Linked DNA regions of Mus musculus: region 1 is linked to region 2. Evidence: chromatin contacts called from public Hi-C data. All regions are on one chromosome and are shown on one strand. The core of a region is the stretch at or near the end of the contact, and the rest is flanking DNA. Distances in the headings are between cores, read along the strand shown. Region 1 overlaps Pdlim1 (PDZ and LIM domain 1 (elfin)). Region 2 holds the start of Cyp2c50 (cytochrome P450, family 2, subfamily c, polypeptide 50).

What was found. A called contact is a pair of places that touch in the nucleus more often than the background predicts.
Region 1: a Hi-C map of liver shows a contact between it and region 2, with 3 times the contacts expected there. The contact joins the enhancer-like site here to the promoter of Cyp2c50 in region 2. A contact is called at or near these places in 3 of 484 Hi-C or Micro-C datasets (liver and nephron progenitors) and 4 of 9 other capture datasets (adipose tissue, embryonic stem cells, liver and 1 more).

What each region holds. Positions count from the first base shown.
Region 1 is chr19:40,217,490-40,223,781 of GRCm38.p6, forward strand. It overlaps Pdlim1 (PDZ and LIM domain 1 (elfin)), which reads right to left. Exons shown (of 7, transcript NM_016861.4): 6 at 5,562-5,679; 7 at 4,750-5,282. The coding sequence ends at 5,096. Among named protein-coding and RNA genes, the nearest start is that of Cyp2c70, 33 kb to the left of the region's middle. Within about 2 kb of position 3,487, at least 3 of the 459 cell types and tissues checked have an H3K27ac peak or open chromatin away from gene starts, as enhancers often do. A contact at or near this core is called in liver, where this site is marked.
Region 2 is chr19:40,087,872-40,093,426 of GRCm38.p6, forward strand. It overlaps Cyp2c50 (cytochrome P450, family 2, subfamily c, polypeptide 50), which reads left to right and starts at 1,808. Exons shown (of 9, transcript NM_134144.2): 1 at 1,808-1,996; 2 at 2,350-2,512; 3 at 2,675-2,824; 4 at 3,074-3,234; 5 at 4,333-4,509. The coding sequence starts at 1,829.

The sequences.
Region 1 (6,292 bases), core at 2,237-4,736, 130 kb after region 2:
TAAGTAAGCTGCCTTTTGATTCTCCCACTGTTATCCTATCCTGAAAACTTTAAGATCACAGGGTATGTGAGGTCATGAGCACAAAGAGCCAGGCAGCTGCAGAACAACCTGACCTGCTCCAGCATACTCTCTCACAGTGGGCATCATCCAAGCTGGCAATCTCTGTGTCACCCTAGTGTGTTGATTCTGACACAGTGATCCAAGGTAGGAATATTCCATGCCCACAGCCCCAAGAGATCATTTCTGTGATAAGATGCAATAATTACAAGATGCAACCATTTTCTCATTACAGAACCTCCTCGCTTCTCAAACCAAGTACGCACACAGTATGAACTGGAGACCACCTTGGTCAACTGTCTGCAGAGATACTGGTGCAGCAGCTAGAATTGCTACAACTTCCTGGTGGAATTGTGCTGCAGATGGACCTTACTTGGGTCCTCGATCCACAGGCGAAACTCGGGTTCCAGTGGTTACAGGCGAGCAAGGAGTGGCGCGGAAAGGGTGGCAAACAGACACGGACACAAGGGAGTGCTGTGTCTGGATGCATTTTGTCAAAGTGAGCATCAGTCTTATATAATACAGAGAACAAAGACGTTAAGTGATACATTAAGACCATCCAAGGTACATTGAAGTAACGATACAGAAGAATGCATACTAAAAGCTAAAAGGAACCAACTGGGATAAAAATCAATGTTAACAGCTGGGACCAAAAGCAGCTCCATCTAAGGTCAGCTTAATCTTAAGTCAGGGCAGGGGCTTCTAGCCCTGGCCATAGTTCCAATTCTAGTCTATTGTGTAGTCCACCTTCCCCTTAGGCCATTGTAAATTCCTGTGTAAGAGAATGGCTCAGCTATCTATAGTTCTAATTATCTGTTCTAGTTCCTCCTTAGACCACAACCTTCCTTCTTCCTAGGTCATTGTAAATTCCTGTGTAGGGCAGTGACTCAGGTACCCATGCCCAGGGTCGGCTCAAGGACTGCCTAGGACATTGGAACACTGGTGAAGAATCTAACTTAGCTATATGTCAAAATCAATCAATCCTCAGAGGCACTTAAAATAAAGCAATATTGAGGGAAAGCACACAGATCCATTTACCGACTAAAGCAAGGACAGATTTGAAGCATTTGTTATTACAGGATGCCACAGTTCCAAGAGACTAAGTTTCCATGAACGTTTCGCCTCAGGACTGCACCCAAGCTTTTGGGCCTGTCACTCGGGTCACTACTGGAGTGGATGTGTCAGAATTGTCTGGAGTTCATTGCCATTTCCCAGCACCTCTTCTTGTAACATGAACCAGAATGGGAACAGAGATCAGTGATAGAGCACTTGCCTAACAAACACAAGCCCTGGGTTTGACCCCAGCAGTGCAAAATAAGTAAACATATTACTGAAAACTTAATTCCAGAACCTTGAATCTTCTAAGAATGACAAAACTACGCCATTTCAAACCCATCCCTTGCTTTATTTATGCATGCATTTATTTGTGGCTATGATTCTTACAGATTTTGAAGAGTATTTCTTAATTTGGAGCCCTGGGCTTTTGCAGGGCATTTTGTTATGCAAGGGGAAATGAGATGTTTCAACTTTCTTATTAAACATCATAGTACTTGTCTCACTGGACAAAGAACTGAGTGGATGCTATGCCAATCACTGAGTATGCTTACGACAACTGTATTCAAAGGTCAGGAAAATATCCGCTGGTCCTTATATTCACTCGCTCTAACAGAGAGGCCGTGTTGTTTTGCACCTATGAGCATCAACATATCTCAACCTGGATCCAACCAACAGTTTCCAGAAATATCTTCTTTTTATTAATCATTCTATTTGTTCACATCTCAAATGATATCCCACTTCCCAGTTACCCCTCCACACGCCCCCCATCCTACAAACTCACTCTCCTCCTTCCCCTTTGCCTCTATGAGGGTGCTCCCCACCCACCCACCCATCCTCTCCCACTCCACCACTCCAGCATTCCCCTACGCTGGGGCATCAAACCTCCACAGGACCAAGGGTCTCTACTCTCATTGATGTCAGACAAGGCTATTCTCTTCTACCTATGTATCTGGAGCCATGGATCCCTCCCTGTACACTCCTTAGTTGGTGGTCTAGTCCCTGGAAGCACTGCATGATCTGACCAGCTGATGTTGTTCTTCCTATGGGGTTACAATCCCCCTCAGCTCCTCCAATCCTTCTGCCATCTCCCCCACCAGGGTTCCTGAACCCAGTCTGATGGTTGGCTCCAAACATCCACATCTGTATTGGTCAGATGCTGGCTGAACCTCCCAAGGAGCAGTCATAGCAGATTCCTGTCAGCAAGTGACTCTTGCCAATGGCAACATTGTCGGGTTTGATGTCTGAAGACAGGATGGATCCCCAGGTGGGGCAGTCCCTGGATGGTTCTTCCTTCAGTCTCTGTTCCACGTTTTGTCCTTGTTCTTCCTTTGGACAGGAACATTTCTGAGTTAAAAACTTTGAGATGGGTGTATGGCCCCATCCCTCAACTTGGGGCCATGCCTATCTACTGGAGGTGGTCTCTACGGGTTCTATCTCCCCTTCTCTGCTAAAATCATCCCCGTTGGGTCCTAAGAGCCTCTCGTTTCCCTAGTGTCTGGGACCCTCCAGTGACTATCCCCAGCTCCTCATTACCCCTCCCCCCCATATATTTTTATTCGATTTCCTGACCCTCTGTACCTCTCTCCTGACCCGTTCAGTCCTCCAGTACCTGATAATGCACCCCCCTTAAATTCTCCCCCTCTTCTCTTCCTGCCAGGTCACCCCTCCCTCCACCTCCCTTGATCGTCCTGTTCCCCCCTCAATGCTGGACTGAAGGATCCACACCCTGGTCTTCCTTCCTCCTAAGCTCCATATGGTCTGTGGGATGTATCATGGGTATTATGAGTTTGGAGGCTAATACCCACTTATCACTGAGTACATACCACTTGCATTCTTTTGTATCTGTGTTCTGCCTCCCCATGACTTAACTGTACAATAAAATGGCCAAGAATTCAGTGCTCACTTAGTTTTAGTCTTGTCAACTTGACACAAACTAGTTTTATATGAGAGAACCACAATTGAGATTCTACCTCCATAAAATAGCCTGCTTTAGTATTTAATGCACTTTCTTATTTTTATCTTTTGGCTGTTAATTCATTTTATTAATTATTGATTGATGTAGAAGGCCCAGACCTTAGGGGTAGTGCCACCCCTGACTCACGGTCCTCGGTGCTATAAGAAAGCAGGCTGAACAAACCACAGCAAGCAAGCCTATAAGTAGCATTCTTCCCTGACCTCCACACCAGCTCCTGCCTCCAGGTATCTACCTTGTTTAAGTTCCTGCCCTGACTCCCTTCCATGAAGAACTGTGTGGTGGTTTGCCGTGCGTGTCTGTGTCTCTCTTGGAGTCAGGCCTGTTAAACACCAGGCTGGCCTGGAGGAAGGGAAGCTTAGCTGGTGGATCAGGATGGATGCAGGCAGGATCTTGACCAGCGGTCACTAACGTTCACGCACATAGGATAAACAAAACAAAACAAACAAAACCGCTTGCCCTGATGATGCAGCATAATGGAAAAAGGAAAAAGGGGGAAAAAAAAAAAAACAGGCTGCTCGTCAGGAGCTTTGCCCTTTTGGAATACAACCAAGAACAAGCAACAGGAACAAAGAACACACTTCCAGGAACAGCTTTTGAGAACTGGTTTAGTTTATTGCAGGGAAATGGCTATTTAAACCTTTGTGGGGGATGAGTAGGGGCTTTAGGGAGAATGTACATCATTGGCCAGGTGCTGGGGATGCCTCATTTGCATAAGGGAGCATTCCAGGTGCTGCTGAATATGGCCTACCACCCACATCTGAGCTCTCTGCCACTTGTGGTCTTGCTTCTGAGATAGCACGCCTACGCAGTCTGGAAAAGAATGGTAGAAGCATACTCTAAGACGAACTGGAGGAGCTACCTACCTGTTATTTGGGAAATGTGGTGATGAAAATTAGAATGGCCCCCACCAGCTCGCTTGTTTCACTATTCCAAACTTAGTAGAACTGTTTTGAGAAAGATAAGTAGATACGGTCTTGTTGGAAGAAGTGTGTCACTGTGAACAGGCTTTGAGGTCTCAAAAGACTCACACCATCTACAGTGTGTCTGTCTGTCTTTCTGTCTCGTGCATGTGGACTAAGACACAAGCTCTTAGTTTGTTCCTTCACTCCGCCATCATGGGCTCTCAGCACCTGAAACTGTAAGCTAAGTTAAATGCTTTCTTCTATAAGTTGCCTGAGTCATGGTGTTTTCTCACCGTAATAGAAAAGTTTCTAAAACAGGAAGTTTTATTCCCTCAAACTCCAAGACAATTTCTCTAAAACAGAACCAAACAAGATATAATAGGGCGGTGGTCTGAATGACAGTGCCCCCCCACACACACACAGGCAGTGAACACTTGGTCCCCAGTTGGTGGTGCTACGCCACTTGCTGTCATGCCTCTCTACCAAGACTGTAAGCCCAAATGAACTAGTTCTTCTATAAGTTGCCTTCATCATGTTTTACCACAGCAACAGAAAAATAACTAAGAATATTTGCTGTTCTCAATGATGCTTACAGCAAGTCACAAAGATGAAAAGAAACACAGCTTGTTCATAGTAGCTTTCTCATGCCTGGGAAAAGCCTTACATCTCTCACAACTTTAGAAACCAAACCTAATAGAGACTCCATATTTCATGAAACAAGACATAGAACACAGGCAGAGTCAACTAAGAGGTCACACATTGCTTTAAAGTCTAAATTTATTAAGTAAAACCAAGTAACATCAGAGATACTACATTTGGCTTAGTTCCAATGGACCAATGTCCATTTGCAGCAGAGAAGACTCCAAGTGAAGAAGGTGCATTGAGGTGTGGGTGAAGGGACAGGGACAAAACCATCTCCCAATAATATAAAAGCAGATGTCACCCTGCCAGTGGGAGTCAGTCAGCCCAGACGAAACCCAATGTTTATTGCGCATGACTAACACTAAGTAAGCACAGGACTGTCAGGGAGGAGAGAGCCAGAATATTCCGAGAACCAGGTGCAGCAGGCTGGCTGGAGGGCAGTAGACAGGGCAGGTCCTCTCCATCACTCGCGGAACACTGTGACCACATCGTAGCCCTCAGGCGGAGTGACCCGCTCCCGGGCATGCTTTTCACAGTAGATCTGATCCTCTACAAAGAAATGGCCCTTCTGTTTCAGGTTGATGCCACAGTCGGTGCACACATAGCATTCAGGGTGGCGATGGTGATCCCTCAGCTTCACAAACACACCACTGCAGGAGAAAGGAAGAATGGGTCTCCATTAGTCACACCAGGGCTCTGTACTGTTCTTTCTGAGGTGAGGTCTGGGGTTTCTTCAGAGGCCCTACAGCAGGCCTCTGGATTGTGAATGGGAAGACTCGTCATTCTAAAAGCCTCTATCATGTCAAGATAAAAGTTCTGATCGTATTCTGATCGATTTGTTGACTTTACCCCCAAGCTACGCAACACCCAGCAACTCCCACACTTTCATGGTTTGTCCACTCTCTAACACCAGCGAAGCCAATACTCACACAATACCAGTTCCACATTTGTCACAGATGGGCAGCTTCTGAGCATTTCCAACAGATGCAGCCACTTTGGTGACTGGAGCTTTAACACTTCTAAATCCTGATGGCTTGTTGGGATCCCCTAAAGGGAGAAAAAACACACCAGGTTAGCCAGGAAGTAAAGAATGAAGTCAGTATTACTGGGCTCTCTCAGAACCACCTGTGTATATCTGTATGTTCAAGTCAAGACACTGCTATCAGGATCTGCAAGACTGGGCAAGTTCCTTGGCATTTTGCAGTCTTGTTTGTTTGTTTTTGGTTTTGTTTTTCACAGGGTTTCTCTGTATAGCCCTGGCTGTCCTGAAACTCACTTTGTAGACCAGGCTGGCCTCGAACTCAGAAACCCTCCTGCCTCTGCCTCCCAAGTGCTGGGATTAAAGGCATGTGCCACCACCGCCCAGCTTTGCAGTCTTCCAGTTTCCATTTTTTTAAAATTAGGAAATCTTTTTCCTCTTCATTGTTACAAAGAAAATTAAAAACAAAACAAAAATAAAAAAAAACAAAGTGTCTACAGAATCTAGCTTTGTGATTAGCGCTCATAACATTAAGCTCACATGTTTGCAAACACTAACATGGGCCCAGAACATCACCAGTTCTAAGGTTGGAAAATCCTGACCTTGGCCAATGGACATGAACAAACATGAGTTCTAAATATACATGCCCTAAATTACTGGGGGGGGGGGTTGTTGGTCGCA
Region 2 (5,555 bases), core at 558-3,057:
CATGATGTATGAAATTCTCAAAGAATTAATTTTTTTTAACTTTTGTTTTAAGGCAGGATCTCTCTGTGAAGTCCTGACCTGCCTACACATTGTATAGACCAGGACTACCTTGAACTCACAGTGATCCACCTGCCTCTGAATCTCAGATGCTTGGATTAAAGATGTAAGTCACCATGTCTAGAAATAAAAAAAAATTTAATTAAACAAAACAAATGAATACTAAAAAAAAAAAAAATGTGTGTTGCCTATTAAGAAAAACACCACATACCCAAAAGTATATACTGGACATGATGGGTTTAAAAAAAAATGAGAATGCTAAGTTGGTGGTTCTGGGATAAAGGACAGATCCATGAGAAGTTAAAGCAGAGATGAGTGAATTCAAAATGTGATGTATGAAATTCAAGGAATTAACAAAGGCACATTGGGAAGGATCACCTCTCTCTAAGGGATTTATTTCCTGCATTATAAGAATGGATCAGCCAACAGAAAAAAAAGGATAAACTGAGAATAAATAACCATTTTTCCATGTGTAAAATGATGCTGCTGTTAAATAAATATATAGAACTTACTTATCCAAAATAAGGTGTGTGAATTTGGGGGAATATGGGGCAATGTGCATAACCACAAGTTACTGCTTACTGTGTTGTAAACTGCCAAGAGCCCGCATCACAAAGTTCAACAAGTTATAAAACCAAACTTTTCTGAACTCCATGCAATAAAAACAGGGATAACCTTATTTACCAGATCTTTGTTTATTTTGTTTGATATTGATTAAAGTCACTTTTGAAGCATAGGGCAAAGTCACTAAATATGGTGGATACAAGCAACTGGAATGTTTCTGTGCAGGGAAAACAGGGGAGGCTTAAGTCCTTCTGTACCACTTTGTCTCTGGGTTCATCAAGGTTGTGAATTTATAAATCCCAGTTTCTCATTCTCAAATGGAAATAATCGTTCTTAAAAAAGAAAGTCGATCACACATAAAAGAGTAAAAGAGTGAAAATTGACAGAACTGCCTCAGGAATGTGATAACATCTTTGACTGCTGTGTCAATGTTTTCTTTAGTATCTTCTGCACTTGAGATTCTTTCCTCTATCTCTTGTATTCTGTTGGTGATGCTTTCATCTATGACTCCTGATTGCTTTCCTAGGTTTTCTATCTCCACGATTGTCTCTCTGTGATTTCTTTATTGTTACTAATTCCATTTTTACATCCTGGATGATTTTGTTCAATTCCTTGACCTGTTTGAGTTTTCCTGTAATTCTTTAAGGGATTTTTTTATTTCCTTTTTAAGGACTTCTACGTGTTTACCTGTGTTCTCCTGTATTTCTTTCTTTCTTTTTTTTTAAGAAACTCCATACCACATTCTATTTATTATATTTTTTAATTACTAAGCATTTGAAATGTAAATGAAGAAAATATCTAATAAAAAAGAAATGATACACAAAAATATACCCTGTAATAAAATCCAGATACATAGATAGATGATAGATAGATAGATAGATAGATAGATAATAGATAGATAGATAGATAGATAGATAGATAGATAGATAGATAGATAGATAGATAGATAGATAGAGTTCTTATTTATCAGCAATATTGGTCATACACAACTCAAGAAATTAAGGTAAGATCTCTTATGGGTACCGCATAAAGAACAAGGTAAAAGAAGTTCTTATTTGTCTTAGTATTGTAGCAATGTCTAGTTGAAAGAGAGATTAAACAATGTTTGATTAGTCAAGAATGTTCCAAAGTGCAATGGATTGATCTGGAGATGAACTACAAAAAAAGGCTGCCCCCAATCACAACTGTGTCAGTAAGAAGAATCTCCATGGATCCAATCCTGGTCCTGGTGTTCACCCTCTCCTGTCTGTTTCTCCTCTCACTCTGGAGACAGAGCTCTGAAAGGGGGAAGCTCCCTCCTGGCCCCACTCCTCTTCCAATTATTGGAAATATCCTTCAGATCAATGTGAAGGACATCTGCCAATCCTTCACCAATGTAAGTATGCCTTATGCTTCTCCAGTATTTTGCATGGGGATATATAAGTCATGATGCTTTCAATAAAATTCTATCACGGGAGCAATATTATTTTAAAATGTTCATTAAGTAGGAAACTGTAATGTAGTTCTTTTGTCACTAGTCCTGGTTGGGAAATTAGTAATGAGCAACGCTTCAGGTTGAAGAACACTTATGTCATTGCATTTTATAATATAATCGCATAGTTTTAAGTTATGCTTATTCAAATCCTTATTTTCTATTATAACACACTACTATTACCAGTCTAAAATTGTTTTAAATCATTGAGAATGCAGTTAAATTTTCCTAACATTTCCATTTCTTTCGATTCCTAGTTATCAAAAGTTTATGGCCCTGTGTATACTCTATATTTGGGCAGGAAGCCCACTGTGGTGTTGCATGGATATGAGGCAGTGAAGGAAGCTCTGGTTGACCATGGGGAGGAGTTTGCTGGAAGAGGAAGGCTCCCAGTTTTTGATAAAGCTACTAATGGAATGGGTAAGTATACATGTACTGCATAGTATGCATAGTGAGCTAAAGGATGGAAAGCAGAGGCCAACTCTGCTCCTGAGACACAGTTTGTGATTCTATGGCAGCCACCAGACATCCTCTACTTCTACTCCAGGATTTACTCTCTAATGTCTGTTTTTATTGCTTTAGGCATTATATTTAGTAAAGGAAATGTATGGAAAAACACAAGGCGCTTCTCACTCACGACTCTGCGGAATTTAGGCATGGGAAAAAGGAGCATTGAGGACCGTGTTCAAGAGGAAGCACGTTGCCTTGTGGAGGAACTTAGGAAAACCAATGGTAAGTGCAGGTTTAGAACCTGATCTAGGTATGGCAGTATGAGTGATTTTGTTCCTGTCCTATTTGAATTATTTTTTTCTAATGAGGTGTATAGGTCTCATGTTAATGTTTCAGTGAATGGCCAATCCATGCATTGCCCTTAGCATAAATGTAGCATAAAATTTATCAAGTGTCTTAACATGATAACAAGGGCATGGTGTCTTCTATGTGTATTTTAATGATATTTTACAATTGTTTCCAAATTTTCAGGCTCACCCTGTGATCCCACCTTCATCCTGGGCTGTGCTCCCTGCAATGTCATCTGCTCAATTATTTTCCAGGATCGTTTTGATTATAAAGATCGGGATTTTCTTAATTTGATGGAAAAACTGAATGAAATAACCAAGATAATGAGCACCCCTTGGTTGCAGGTGAAGTCATGATTCCTTGACTCTGAGAACATTCTTTTGCTCTTTATTATTTGCAGGTCAGATTGAACAAAGACCGAGTAGTGAGGTGACCAGACATGACAGTGCTGACTAACGTATTATGGAAAGAATATTTGGAAGCAAATTCCAAACCTCTTGCTATACAAATGGAAAACTAGAAGGGGCAATGCCAGGATAGCTTTGGCCTGCTATCTCCCTATCTATTGATTTCTCTATTAACTTCCACGGAAATCTTTTGATTAAATACTGTATTCACTTCTAGAAATTTGGCAAGTCACTCTTAGGACATTCTTCTACTATGTAATTTATTGGCCTCTTTTCAACAATTACACACATCTTCATCATATTACCAGCAAGGAGTATCTCAGTACAGAAAGACTATTCTCTTAAAGAGAAAGAATATGTGTGGCAATGAGAGCTGCCAAGAAGCAGTTACTTCAGTGGCTTGGTGCATAAGCAAGAACTCTAGTTTACAGGGTAAGAGGAAGAAGTTACAAGGTGCATGATTTCATTCTGTGTGGACGATAAGCATCCTCCCAGAATTGTCTTATGCTGAACTAGCCTTTCATGAAAACTACATAAAGAATAATTGTATTGGAAAACTCCACACAGGTTTTGGTATATAATTTATTTTAAGGCATAAACTCTTTTGTTTTAAAAAGCTGCTTGGTAAGAATAAAATCTTCAGTTATTAAATTTCTTCTGTAAATCAAGTCACCCAGACATCTTAAGTTCTTCTGTAGAGTATGTGTGTAAGTAATTTACATATGTGATATTTCAAACATGAGAATAGAGTTCTTGGAGCTATCAAAGAACAGACATGAACGTATTTTGCACAAAAAAAGATATGTGAGTGTGAAATTTTTGCTGTTCTTTGGTCATTTGGGCAGTAATTTCTCCCTTGTATTTCTCTATTAGAATAGAGAATTAGCATGTATGAAAAAAAAACTACCTCCTTAGGATGCACTAAAGTACATATTTTGATCTATCAATTCAAATCAATCATGTGGGATGATATAAATATGCCTTACTTACTTCATTACAATTTATTCATTTAGTAAATTCTTGAATTCCCTATAGGTTTGCAATACATTTCCTGTTCTGCTTGATTATTGTCCAGGAAGTCATAACAAAGTTTTTAAAAATTATGCTTGTATTAAAAATTTCCTTTTGGAGAAAATAAAAGAACATGAAGAATCATTGGATGTTACAATTCCTCGGGACTTTATTGATTATTTCCTAATTAATGGAGGCCAGGTAAAGAGTTTATACACATTTATACAATTACTAAATTGATCAAGTTCTTTACAGTCCACTGAATAATCACTAATTTCAAATTATGTCTAAACTCATGACAATACCATGTGAAAAACAATTTAGTAATTATTATTTTGTTTGAGTATGAATGGAAGAAATAGAATTAATTTGTTAATTGACACTGGTATTTAAATTACAAACAAAAGAAAGAATTTAAAACCATCTTGTGAGTAGAAAGGCAACAGAAAAGGTAGATGGGATGAAACAAATTCCAATTTACTCATACATCATGAACTGTCCTATCTTACCATGAACACAGATATCATCATACCACAGTGATGGATCATTAACATCCTACAGGTTAAAATTGATAGTGAGGTACTTGTACTGATGTAAAGGGGATCTTGAAAGGACTGAGTGATGTAGGGAGAGGTGTGCCTTGGTAAGAGTGGGTAGATGAAAGAGTAAAGCTTTGAATATGATCTCCAATTAATTTGCCCCAATGGAGATGGAGATGGGAATTATTTGGGCATGTTGTAAGGATTAACTGATGGTATTGTATAATTTGGGAAAAACACAGTTTCCTACAGTTTCTGAGATATTCTCACGTAAAAAAGCAATCACTAATAAATACCCGTTATTATTGGAGAGAATCAGATCTGCTCCCCTCATCTCTTTATCCTTTGCTAGCAGTCCAGTTCACATGGATTCTTTCCTGAAACACTTTAACAATATTTAAAATGTGAGCTCCTCAATGTCAGTACTCATTTTGCCAGACTGCTTGACCATTTCCATTTGAATTTACATTTCCATTTGAATTTTAAGATATATTAACACTTTCTACAAAGCAGCCAGTGGGTACTCATACAAAAATTGCACTTAATCTCTCAATCATTCTAAAGAGTTGTTTCATTTTTAAAACAGAGATAAAATAATATATGATGCTACTAAGTGTATTTTGAATGCACTGTAGTATTATTTAATGCATTTAGAAATAGTGCACCTATTCCCATCAAAATTCCAACTCAATTATTCACTGAGTTAGA